Regions from separate parts of the Mus musculus genome. Here all the other regions are linked to region 3. Evidence: chromatin contacts called from public Hi-C and promoter capture Hi-C data. All regions are on one chromosome and are shown on one strand. Each heading gives the region's core, a stretch centred on a gene start, on an enhancer-like site or on the middle of the called end of the contact. The rest is flanking DNA. Distances are from core to core; before and after follow the strand shown.

Evidence for each region. Promoter capture Hi-C pulls out the DNA fragments that hold promoters and counts their contacts. A called contact is a pair of places that touch in the nucleus more often than the background predicts.
Region 1: a contact with region 3 is called in a Hi-C map of bone marrow-derived macrophages, with 91 read pairs. The contact joins the enhancer-like site here to the promoter of Stat5a in region 3. A contact is called at or near these places in 18 of 39 promoter capture datasets (the 3T3-L1 cell line, 3T3-L1-derived adipocytes, the C10 cell line and 10 more), 1 of 15 datasets of contacts at CTCF or cohesin (CD8 T cells), 61 of 484 Hi-C or Micro-C datasets (B cells, CD4 T cells, CD4 single positive thymocytes and 36 more), 26 of 115 datasets of contacts at active chromatin or transcription factors (the 230-238 cell line, CD8 T cells, the HPC-7 cell line and 15 more) and 6 of 9 other capture datasets (adipose tissue, bone marrow-derived macrophages, embryonic stem cells and 3 more).
Region 2: a promoter capture Hi-C map of erythroid cells shows a contact between it and region 3, with 3 times the contacts expected there. The contact joins the enhancer-like site here to the promoter of Stat5a in region 3. A contact is called at or near these places in 2 of 39 promoter capture datasets (embryonic stem cells and erythroid cells), 1 of 15 datasets of contacts at CTCF or cohesin (CD8 T cells), 1 of 484 Hi-C or Micro-C datasets (bone marrow-derived macrophages), 8 of 115 datasets of contacts at active chromatin or transcription factors (CD8 T cells, bone marrow-derived macrophages, embryonic fibroblasts and 3 more) and 3 of 9 other capture datasets (adipose tissue, liver and pancreatic islet).

The regions. Positions count from the first base shown.
Region 1 is chr11:100,815,694-100,818,960 of GRCm38.p6, forward strand. The region is part of intron 1 of Stat5b (signal transducer and activator of transcription 5B); the gene reads right to left. Among named protein-coding and RNA genes, the nearest start is that of Stat5b, 33 kb to the right of the region's middle. Within about 2 kb of position 1,283, at least 19 of the 459 cell types and tissues checked have an H3K27ac peak or open chromatin away from gene starts, as enhancers often do. A contact at or near this core is called in the G1E-ER4 cell line, bone marrow-derived macrophages, liver and 3 more, where this site is marked.
Region 2 is chr11:100,915,282-100,918,357 of GRCm38.p6, forward strand. All of the region lies in intron 1 of Stat3 (signal transducer and activator of transcription 3), which reads right to left. Among named protein-coding and RNA genes, the nearest start is that of Gm46295, 22 kb to the right of the region's middle. Within about 2 kb of position 1,355, at least 20 of the 459 cell types and tissues checked have an H3K27ac peak or open chromatin away from gene starts, as enhancers often do. A contact at or near this core is called in erythroid cells and liver, where this site is marked.
Region 3 is chr11:100,857,610-100,860,871 of GRCm38.p6, forward strand. Stat5a (signal transducer and activator of transcription 5A) reads left to right here and starts at 1,742. Exons shown (of 20, transcript NM_011488.3): 1 at 1,742-1,971; 2 at 2,875-2,967. It also overlaps a transcript of Stat5b not described here.

The DNA.
Region 1 (3,267 bases), core at 33-2,532, 42 kb before region 3:
CTAATGCTCCACAGGACAAAAGTTACCTTCCTTTAAGAATAAGGTATTCTTTTTCTTATTTTTATTGCATTTGTGTGCGCACGCGTATGCACGTGTGTGCGCACACACCATAGCACGCCTTTGGCAGTTAGAGAATAACTTGTAGGGGGTTTGTTCTCCTACTGTGTGTTGTGCTGGGGATCAAACTCAGGATGTCAGGCTTGGTGGCAATCATCATTATCCACTGAGTCATTTTGCTGGCCCTAATACTCTTCTTCCTTCCTTCCTCCCTCCCTTCCTCCCTTCTTTCATTCCTTCCTTCCCTTTTTATGTATAGATCACATTATAGATGGCTATGAACCTCCCTGTGGTGGCTGGGACTTGAACTCAGGATCTGTGGAGGAGCAGCCAGTGCTCTTAATTGCTAAGTCATCTCTCCAGTCCCAGATACTCTGATTTCTTAATCAGTCCCGCTGACACAAGGGCTTTACAGACAAGAACCTATGGAAGGGTGGGGCAGGGGCACTGTGAGTCCTGTTCCCCCAACTCAGAAGGAGAACACTGAAAACTGTGGAGGACAAACTTCCTGAACTACACTGTGATTCTACAATAGGCAAATTCAGAGCCACAGAAAAGAGTGAGGTTGAACTTTTGGGGAAGCGAGGAAGTGAGGAAAACACATTAAGGCTGGGCTGGACAGTGGTAATGGACTACAACGCCCGGGAGACTGAATTCTGGACATTTTAGAATGTTGATGGGGCCAGGGAAATGGCTCTCAGGTAAAAGCATTGGTCATTCAAGTCTGATGACCTGAGTTTGACCCCTGAAACCCATAGTGGAGTGAAGAGCAAACATCCATTAGCTGTCATCTGACCTCCACAAGCATGCCATGGTACAGACAGACAGACACACACACCCCAAACTAAATAAAAAGGTGAATTTTATAACACGTGATTCTATCTCAATAAAGCTGTAACTGAAAAAGAGAAAAAAGCTAGGCCTGGTGGCACATGCCCTTAATGCCATTACCAAGATGACCCCATCTCTCAGTGCCAAGAGGCCCTGACTGTGCAGTGCCCTGTTGCCACTGCCCAGCACCGCCTGTGTCCTGAGAACTTGTGGTGAGTTGTCATGTCACCCTCTGTGCTTGTGCACACGTTGTCACACTTAATAATTTAAAGAGAGAGGAGAAACCCAGTGTTGGGAGACTCTGGTTTTAGCAAAGGCTAGGGACAGTTGGCAGATGGACTCAATGGATAAACATTGGTTCTGATCTGAAAAGTTCCAGGCAAGGTGCCAGCATTGCAAATGGTTAAACCTCCCAGCACCCGCTGAGAACTGAGGGATCCTGGGAGGGGGATAAGGGACCAGGTCTCTGGTCATGTGGATGCTCTCACTGTCAATGTCAACATCATTACTGTGTTGAGTGGTCACCGAATACAAGGACTTTGAGAGACAGAAAATATGAAACACAGTGTTAGAAGATTAAGACTGTGTTCATACTGGCCTGACCGAGCAAGGTTAGGGTAAATGACCACATCTAAAAGTAGGTCAATACTAGCACCATCTGCCCTTTAAACAAAACAAAACAAAACAAAACAACCTAACCACTAGCTTATAAGCAACCAGAAAGAAGATTCTCTTTCAGGGGAGAAAAAAAAAATCATAAGCCCATGAGAAGGGAACAGGAGTGAAAGTGGCCCACAAAGAAACAAAAAAGGAAAAAATTTGCCCGGGCAACACAGATAATAAAATTCTGGGAAGACAGTCATAAATCTTCACCCACCGTGTGTCGCTTTGGGAAGAAGAGAGGTAATGAACAGAAGGACAGGACAGAAGGTAAAAGGGGGGCGCGGGGGTTGGGTGGCTATTTGCTGCGTGCAGAGAGTAAGCACACATCAGTGGATTCTCGCATATTTAAACTTCTCACCTAAATACAACCATGTTTATATTAAAACACGTGCTCCCTCAAAAAGAAAGCAGGCTGGGCTGGGGAGACGGCTCCTGGTTGGCAAAGCACTCACTGTGCTGTCTTTAGGATCTGAGTTCAATTCCCAGGACCCATGTTAAAGAACAGCAGGCACTTGTGCTCCCAGTTCTGGGAAGGCATTCAGAAGGATCCTTGGAGCTTGCTGGCCCCCACAGCTCAGTGGGCAAGCTCCAGGCTCACTGAGATACCCAGTCTCAACTTCCCTAACGCTGCGACCCTTAATATGGTTCCTCATGTTGTGGTGAGCCCCCAACCATAAAACTATTTTTGTGCTATTCCATAACTGTAGTTTTGATACTGTTACGCGTTGTAATATAAATATCGGTGTTTTCTCATGGGCTTTGGTGAAAGGGTCGTTCAACCCCCAGAGAGGTTGAGAACTGCTGCTGTAAAGCAATTGAGGAAGGCACCCAACATTGATCTCTGGCCTCTATAGACTTGTGCACATACATGCGTGCACTTGGACACACACAGAGATACACAGAGACACACACACAGAGACACACACAGAGATACACATACACACAGACACACACAGAGATACATACACAGAGATACAGACACACACACGGAGACACACACACAGATATACACACAGAGACACAGACACACACACAGAGACACACAAAGAGATACACACACAGAGACACAGACACACACACACACAGATACACACAGACACACACAGAGACACACACACAGATACACACAGACATACCCACACACACAGACACACACAGAGACACACACAGAGATACACACAGAGATACACACAGACACACACACAGAGACACACACAGACACATACACACACACAGTAGACTCAGACAAGGAGCATCAAAGCTGCAGAAGCCATAGATAACATCCATCTCTGGGCACAGGATGTTCTTGCCTTTGCACGCTTCTTACTAGTCACAGAATGAGAAGGAGTTGGAGACACGGCCCACTGGTAGAGCTCTGGCCTAGAAGGCACAAGGCCCTGCTATCAGTTCCCTGGACCTCAAAAACAAAAAAAAGAAAGGAAAAGGCACATCAGTAGGTGAATCGGGTGGACAACACTCTAACGGAGGGGCTGGGCAACCCCACCCATAGGGCGGGCAGAGTGGCACTCTACATTTTCAGACTTGACATGCTAAGATGAATCACGAGGAATCGTGACGAGACAAGCAGCAGTGCCCGCCCCTGCAGCTCATACACCCTGGAAGCACAGAGACCATCAGCATGGCCCCCGGCACACGGATGAACACACATGAAACATGCTGTTTTTTAGGACTTCCCAGCCCAGAAACAGAACGCAG
Region 2 (3,076 bases), core at 105-2,604, 57 kb after region 3:
AGGAGGTGTGGCCTGCTGGAGGTTTGTCACTGTAAGCCCATATCAGGCCTTATCTTTCTCTGCCTGCTACTGTGAGGATATAAAGTTCTCAGCTACTGTCCCTTGCCAGACTGCTTCCTGTCATGATGAGCAGTGCTTAACCGTCTAAAACTGTACGCAAGCCCCAAATTAAATGCTTTCTTTAGTAAGAGCTGTTTTGGTCATGGGTCTCTTCACAGCCACAGAACAGTAACTAAGATGCTGTGACCCTATTTTCTTCTGTTTTAAGAGATTTATTATTTTATGTATATAAAAGTTTTGCTTACATATTATATATGTGCAGTGTGTGTGTTTGTGTGTGTACCAGCAGAGGCCAGACACGAGCGCTGAATTTCCTGAAAGTAGAGTTACAGTTGGATGATGAATGGCCATGAGGGTGCTAGAAACTGAACTTGTGTTCTTTGTAAGAGCAGTCAGTGCTCTCAACTAACAAGCTATCTCTCTAGTCCCTGATGATCCTAGTTTCTATAGCTCAAGAGAAAAGGAAAATGAAACAGCATGTCACCAAATCCTTCTAGACTTTTCCAAACAGCAATTTCTTAGCCCTGTGGGGAATAACCTACCAACAGTAAGTCATAAGGAAAATAATTTCAGTCTAATAAGGAACTTCTTAATAGAAAAATTATCATTAAAGTAACAGTCCTCATTTGTATAGTTCAGTCTAAAGAAACTAGGGGAACCACAGGAGACCACAGATAGAAGGGATTTAATCACACAACTTCCTAAACTCTCTAAGACATGTATGAACATAAATGAACCAGTAAACCTAAAATGGAGGATGAAGAGAGGGACAAAATGCAAATGCAAATAAAAATCCACAACAGAAAGTGATACAGAGACATTTCTGAAGCGAGTGTAATGGGACTCACCCTTAATCCCAGCATTCGGAAGGAAGAAACAGCAGGCTCAGGAGTTTAAAGTCTGCCTCAGCTACATAATAAGTTCAGTGCCCACCTGAGCTAAGTGGGACTCTATCTTTAAAAGAGGACAATTCCTGTTCAATTTCACAGTGTGTCAAAAAGCCTTCTTTGGGGCCATATATGTAGCTCGGGCTGACCTGAAATTGGATATGTAGAGCAGACTGGCCTCAACATCAAGAGATCTGCCTGCCTGGCCTCCTGGGTACTAGGATTAAAGGTGTGATTCACCACTTCCTCTTCACTTCCAGCATGAAAGTCAGGAAAAAGGGGGGTAGGGGAAGGAGACAGAGAGAACACAAAACAAATAATGCACTGACCTATTCCTATGTACTGTGATGCGGAATACTGGCCCCAGGGTCGGTTGCCCCAGGGATGAGGAAATCCTCAAACACACCAAGTCATGTTATGCAACTTTGCTCCTTAGTTTAAAACTATTGGTTGACTAAGACACCTACAGCCTATAGCTGGGCAGAAGAGAGGTGGGTAGAATTTTGGTTTCTGGGCTTGGGGTCAGAGAAAGGACCATGAAAGGGAAGAGAGAGAAGGTGGAGAGAGGAAGACACCATGGGGTAAGAGATTGTGAGATCTGGCCATGAGGGCTGGCCAGTGGAGTAAGAGCGGCTCAAGTGGAACACGGCAAGTCATAGCTCAGGGTTATTTGCCTGAAAGTAGACAAAATAGACACAGAGAGATGATATCTGCTCAGCTTTAGTGTTGTTTAAGGCTTATTATAAATATAAAAGTTTTGGGTCTTTTATCTGGGAACTAAATGATCTAAGGTGGGGTAGAAACCCCCAATTGAGATTAAATATTTACTACAAAAATCCATAACTGATATGGGATATGCACCATATTTGATTTCAAATATTGTAGATAAAAGGAGCCAGAAGACAGCAAACCTTTAGATTGACACAGCCAGACGTGCTTTGTCAACCACTAAGTCGACGGTCAGAGCTGCCTCTAGCTCTAGAAAAAAGGAAAAGGACTCAGTTTGTGCGTAAGGTCACCTCCCCAGGCTGTGACCCTTCCACTCTCTCTACAAGGCTTGACTGCTGAATAGGCCTCCTCTTCAGCACAACAGGGACTACCCCGCCTCGGAAGGATGGTACTAAACTTAAGTGACGTCACAGGTGAACAGTAGTTGCTCCTTCTGAGTCTTTGACCCTCTCATTTAACAGGAATTCCATTTCTCAGTGCCTCAGGAAGCCAAAGAGCAAACAGTTCATCCAATTCCCTAGGTGTTATCAGAGACAACCACAGAGCTTTCCCTGATATGGAGAAGCACGTGCATTATAATGGACCCTGCTGTCATATCCTGGGGGTGGGGTGGGGGGAATTAGCATCTGGTGACCCTACCTCAGGACAGATGTCTGAAGATGATCAAATCTCTCCACACATATTTTGCACAGGATAGCTCTAGGCCTAATAACACTAAAGATGAAAATGCATGCTTTCAATTCCTATCCTTAGAGCTTAGATATGGGAAGATCAGTTTAAGGACATCCTTCCACTAAATGGTGAGTTTGAAGCCAACCTGGACTATGCTAGACCCTGTCTTAAAACCACCACCAGCAGCATACAATGAAAAACCCACTAAGTACTATTCAAAATAAAAAGATGAATGTCAACAAGAGCCTTGGTTGAAGAACAATCCAAAAGCTAGAGGTGTAGCTGAGTTAGTGAAGAGATTCCCTAGCACGTACGAGGCCCTGGGTTCCACTGCCAACACCACATAAAACCAGGCATGGCATGGAGATGTGCACACGCAAGCACTCGGGAGGTGGAGGCAAAAGCATCAGAAGTTCAAGGTCATCCTTATTATACAGTGAATTTGAAGATAGCCTGGGCTACATGAGACCCTGTCTTCAAAAAAAAAAAAAAAAAAAAAAAAAAAAGAAGGAAGAAAGAAAAGAAGAAAACCAGTATCTATAGCTGAATACCGTGTGGAACTTTCATCTCATCTTTGTGCTAACCATTGATGATAATGATGATGTGGTGCATCCAGAAGACAATCTTCAAGGAGTCATTTCTCTCCTCCCACTGTGTGGGTGGTAGGGATCAAACGTAAGCTGTCGGGCTCAGCTGCAAGCACCTTTACCTGTTGAGCCATCTCATTG
Region 3 (3,262 bases), core at 492-2,991:
GAGGGAAGAGAAGAAGCACTATCAGAGGGGAGAACACTGTCCGAGGGAAGAAGCCAGTTGCTACTTCCAGGTCTACACAGGTACCAGGTATTTCTGATCTTCTTAACTCCTTTCCCTCCGAATTCAGTTTTCTCCCTTAGAGCTTGATCCCCTAAAACCACCAGGATGCTTTGTGGTGAGAAATAACAGAGACCAAACCAAAGGACTGAAAGCAAAAAACAAACAAACAACAACCCCCCCCCCAAAAAACCCCAAATAAACAACAACCACAACAACAACTACCAAAACCCAAATGTGACACTTCCGGGTAACTGTATTATCTGGAGTCAGAACCACAGACACCTCTGTCACCAACCTAACTCAACAGCCTCCTTCCTCAGCGCCCATCTTGGGAAAGCTGTAAAATTGCCCCACACCCCACCTGCCCAGTGAGTATCTTCGAGATAGCAGAGGCATAGAAAAAGGTAGAATGGAGCAGTGGAAGATGCAACCAGATGAACTGGCAAAACGTCTCAGTGGGTAAAGGCGCTTGCCAAGCAAGTTTGGCAAGCACGGTTGACAGAGAGACATTATTCCATGGTTGTTGTTCCCTCCACAGGAGGGCCACAGCATATGCACACACAATAGTGATAAGAAACAAGAAAATGATGTTTAAAGATACAAGGATTAGGAACCTCAAAACGGCCCAATGAGGAGAGAGCCAGAAGCAAGGCAGGGAGCCAGCTACCTTTGGGTCCTGGTAAGGTCTGGGGACATGAGTGGGTTCTGCAGACTCTCCTACACTTCTGCTGGGTGGCACCTCCCCGCTAGCTTTTGAGTAAGCAGGCCTAACCACCTTCCCAGCAAGCCCAGCCCAGCCCAGCCAGATGTGGGAGCCCCAGACTTCTGTGGGTCCTGGGGGAGGGGTCTGGAGAAGTCAATGCCTGGAAGTGGGTGGGCAGTTCTTGTACCACACCCACTCTCAGGTGTCCAGATGGAGGGCATGACCAGCGTGGTCCTCTGCCTACAGATGTAGCTCAGAGAACTTAGGAAACCTAATGAATCTACTGTCACGTCCACTGTGAAAGACTGGGGGACACAGGTGCCAAGTGGGGTCCACCTACCATGAGGCAATGGGCTTGGATCTGTCACACTGGCTCCAAGAGTCTGGTCAAGTCACTTCCCCTATCTGGCCTTTTATTGTTCCCATTGGTAAAGTCACCTTTAAGGCCACTGGCAGCTTTGCATGTTGATGTTCATCTGGAGCGGAGGGTCTAACTGGCTCCCGGTCAATCCATTGTACAGAGTAGAGGGGAAAGACGGGAAAAGGCTTATGCCTACTCCTCCTGAGCCCCTTACCCTACCTGGTCCTGGCAGAGCATCTGAAGAGCAAGGTCTCTCCCATCCTCTGATCCTCCTTGCAAACCCCCCCCCCCCCTGTTTTCAATTCCTTTCCTCGTGATCCTGCCAAGTAAAGTCACTGTGACCACACACAGAGGGCGGGGACAGCCCAGACATTTCAACTTCTGCAGAAAAGGTTCAGGTTTTCCCCACCTCTAAAGTTGAAAAAAAAAAAAAAAAGAGTAAAAGAGGAGGTCCAAAGACCAGAAAGAAGGATCAGGAACTCGGAATGGAAAGAAAAGATACAAGAAGAAATTAGTAAGAGAGGAAGCCAATTAAAATGATCCCTCCAGGCCACTGGGTCTTGGCCCGGATGGTATTCGAGTAGGCAGCCAGGCTGGCCCCTCCTTTGGTACTGCCCATGCCAACTTCCAGGCAGAGAGGAGGCCCAGAGGAGAGGGAAGCTGGGCAAAGGGGATGGCAGACTTCCAGCCTGGCCTTGTCCAACCCCTGGGCCTTGAGGGGAACTCTTCGGGATGGGGACTATGATCCAGGCAAAGCTCCAGGGAGCAGGTCTGCTGCCCGGCAAAGTCTGCAGGCAGATGTGAAGTTAGAAAGTGCCGGCTACCCCTTCCTGCGCCTGTTTAGAAGGTAGGACCAGCTTCAGGTGTGACCCTTCTAGGTCACTGGATGGACTCCCGAGTGGTTTGTGGGTCACAGTCTGATGATGAGACTGTGATGTGACCACAGTGAGGTCCTGGGCAGGCCCCTTCTCTTCTCTGGATTGACGTTTCTTACCTGCAAAGGTCAGAAGGGGGTGTGGGGGGTTGAAACCTATGATTACCAAGGTCTTTCTTGCTCGGCTTTAAGGGGGAAGGTCATGTGGTGGAAGTCATGCTAGGTGGGAGACCTTAGAAGTAGGCTTGGCTTCTCTGGGATCGCCAGTCCTTCTAAAGTTTTGACTCTGCAGGCATAGAAGCCACATGCACCCTTACCTGAACATGCGCGTGTACACACACACACACACACACACAAAACTTTGTAAATCTAGAGACAGACTAGTTGACTCCAGAGGTAGGAGCCATCTCTAGGTAGATTTTTTTTTCTTTTCTTCCTCCCCCTCTTTTATTTTATTTATTTATTTTTAACAGATGATAAAACTGAGGCCCTAGTTAGGGATTTTCAGAGTTTGGGACTTCCCGGCACCCTCTGGCTGCTCCAGTTCAGCTGTCCCAGGACGCTCCTCCCTCATTCCCCACCCACCCACCCCCGGAGCCGCAGGGGAGCACAGACCGGGAGTCCCAGTGTGTGTGTAGGGAGGGGGCACCCCGCTGTAGGGGCTGTCCTCAGCCCAGCGCCGCCCAGCCTAGTGGTCGGTCTTGTAAGCGGGGCGCCCTGGCGCACTCGCCGGGGCGCCGGTAATCGAGGGCGGAGGCAAGGAGGGAGCGACCGCTGCTGGGAGGGGTGCTGGGGCGAGCTCGCGCGCTGTGTTTGGTCTATCGGAGGCAGCTGACCTTTGAGGAGGAAATCGCTGCTCTCTGCTCCTTCCTGTAGTAACAGCCTCCACCGCCGCCGCCGTCAAGAGCCGTCAGGAGCCGTCAGAAGCCCCGGCCTGGAGCGACAGCCGCAGGCGCTCCGCAGCACCAGGTGGGTGGGTCGCCGTGACTCCGCCCGCGGCGCGTGGACAGAGGATCTAGGCTGCAGCCACGTCCCTGGGATCTAGCACCCTGGAGTCCCCACGGCCTGACACGGGACAGACATCTGTCCCGCCTTCGAATGGGAGCTTCAGAGGGAGCAGGGACAAGGGATCCGTGCAGGCGGCAGCCAGGGGTGGACTCACGCAGTGGACACTGACATTATCACACTCCACTCGGAGCGGGTAGATTCTGGAGTGCAGCCCAGGGCTTCCCCGAAGACAGCGTGGACCCTTAGTCTTCTCTCC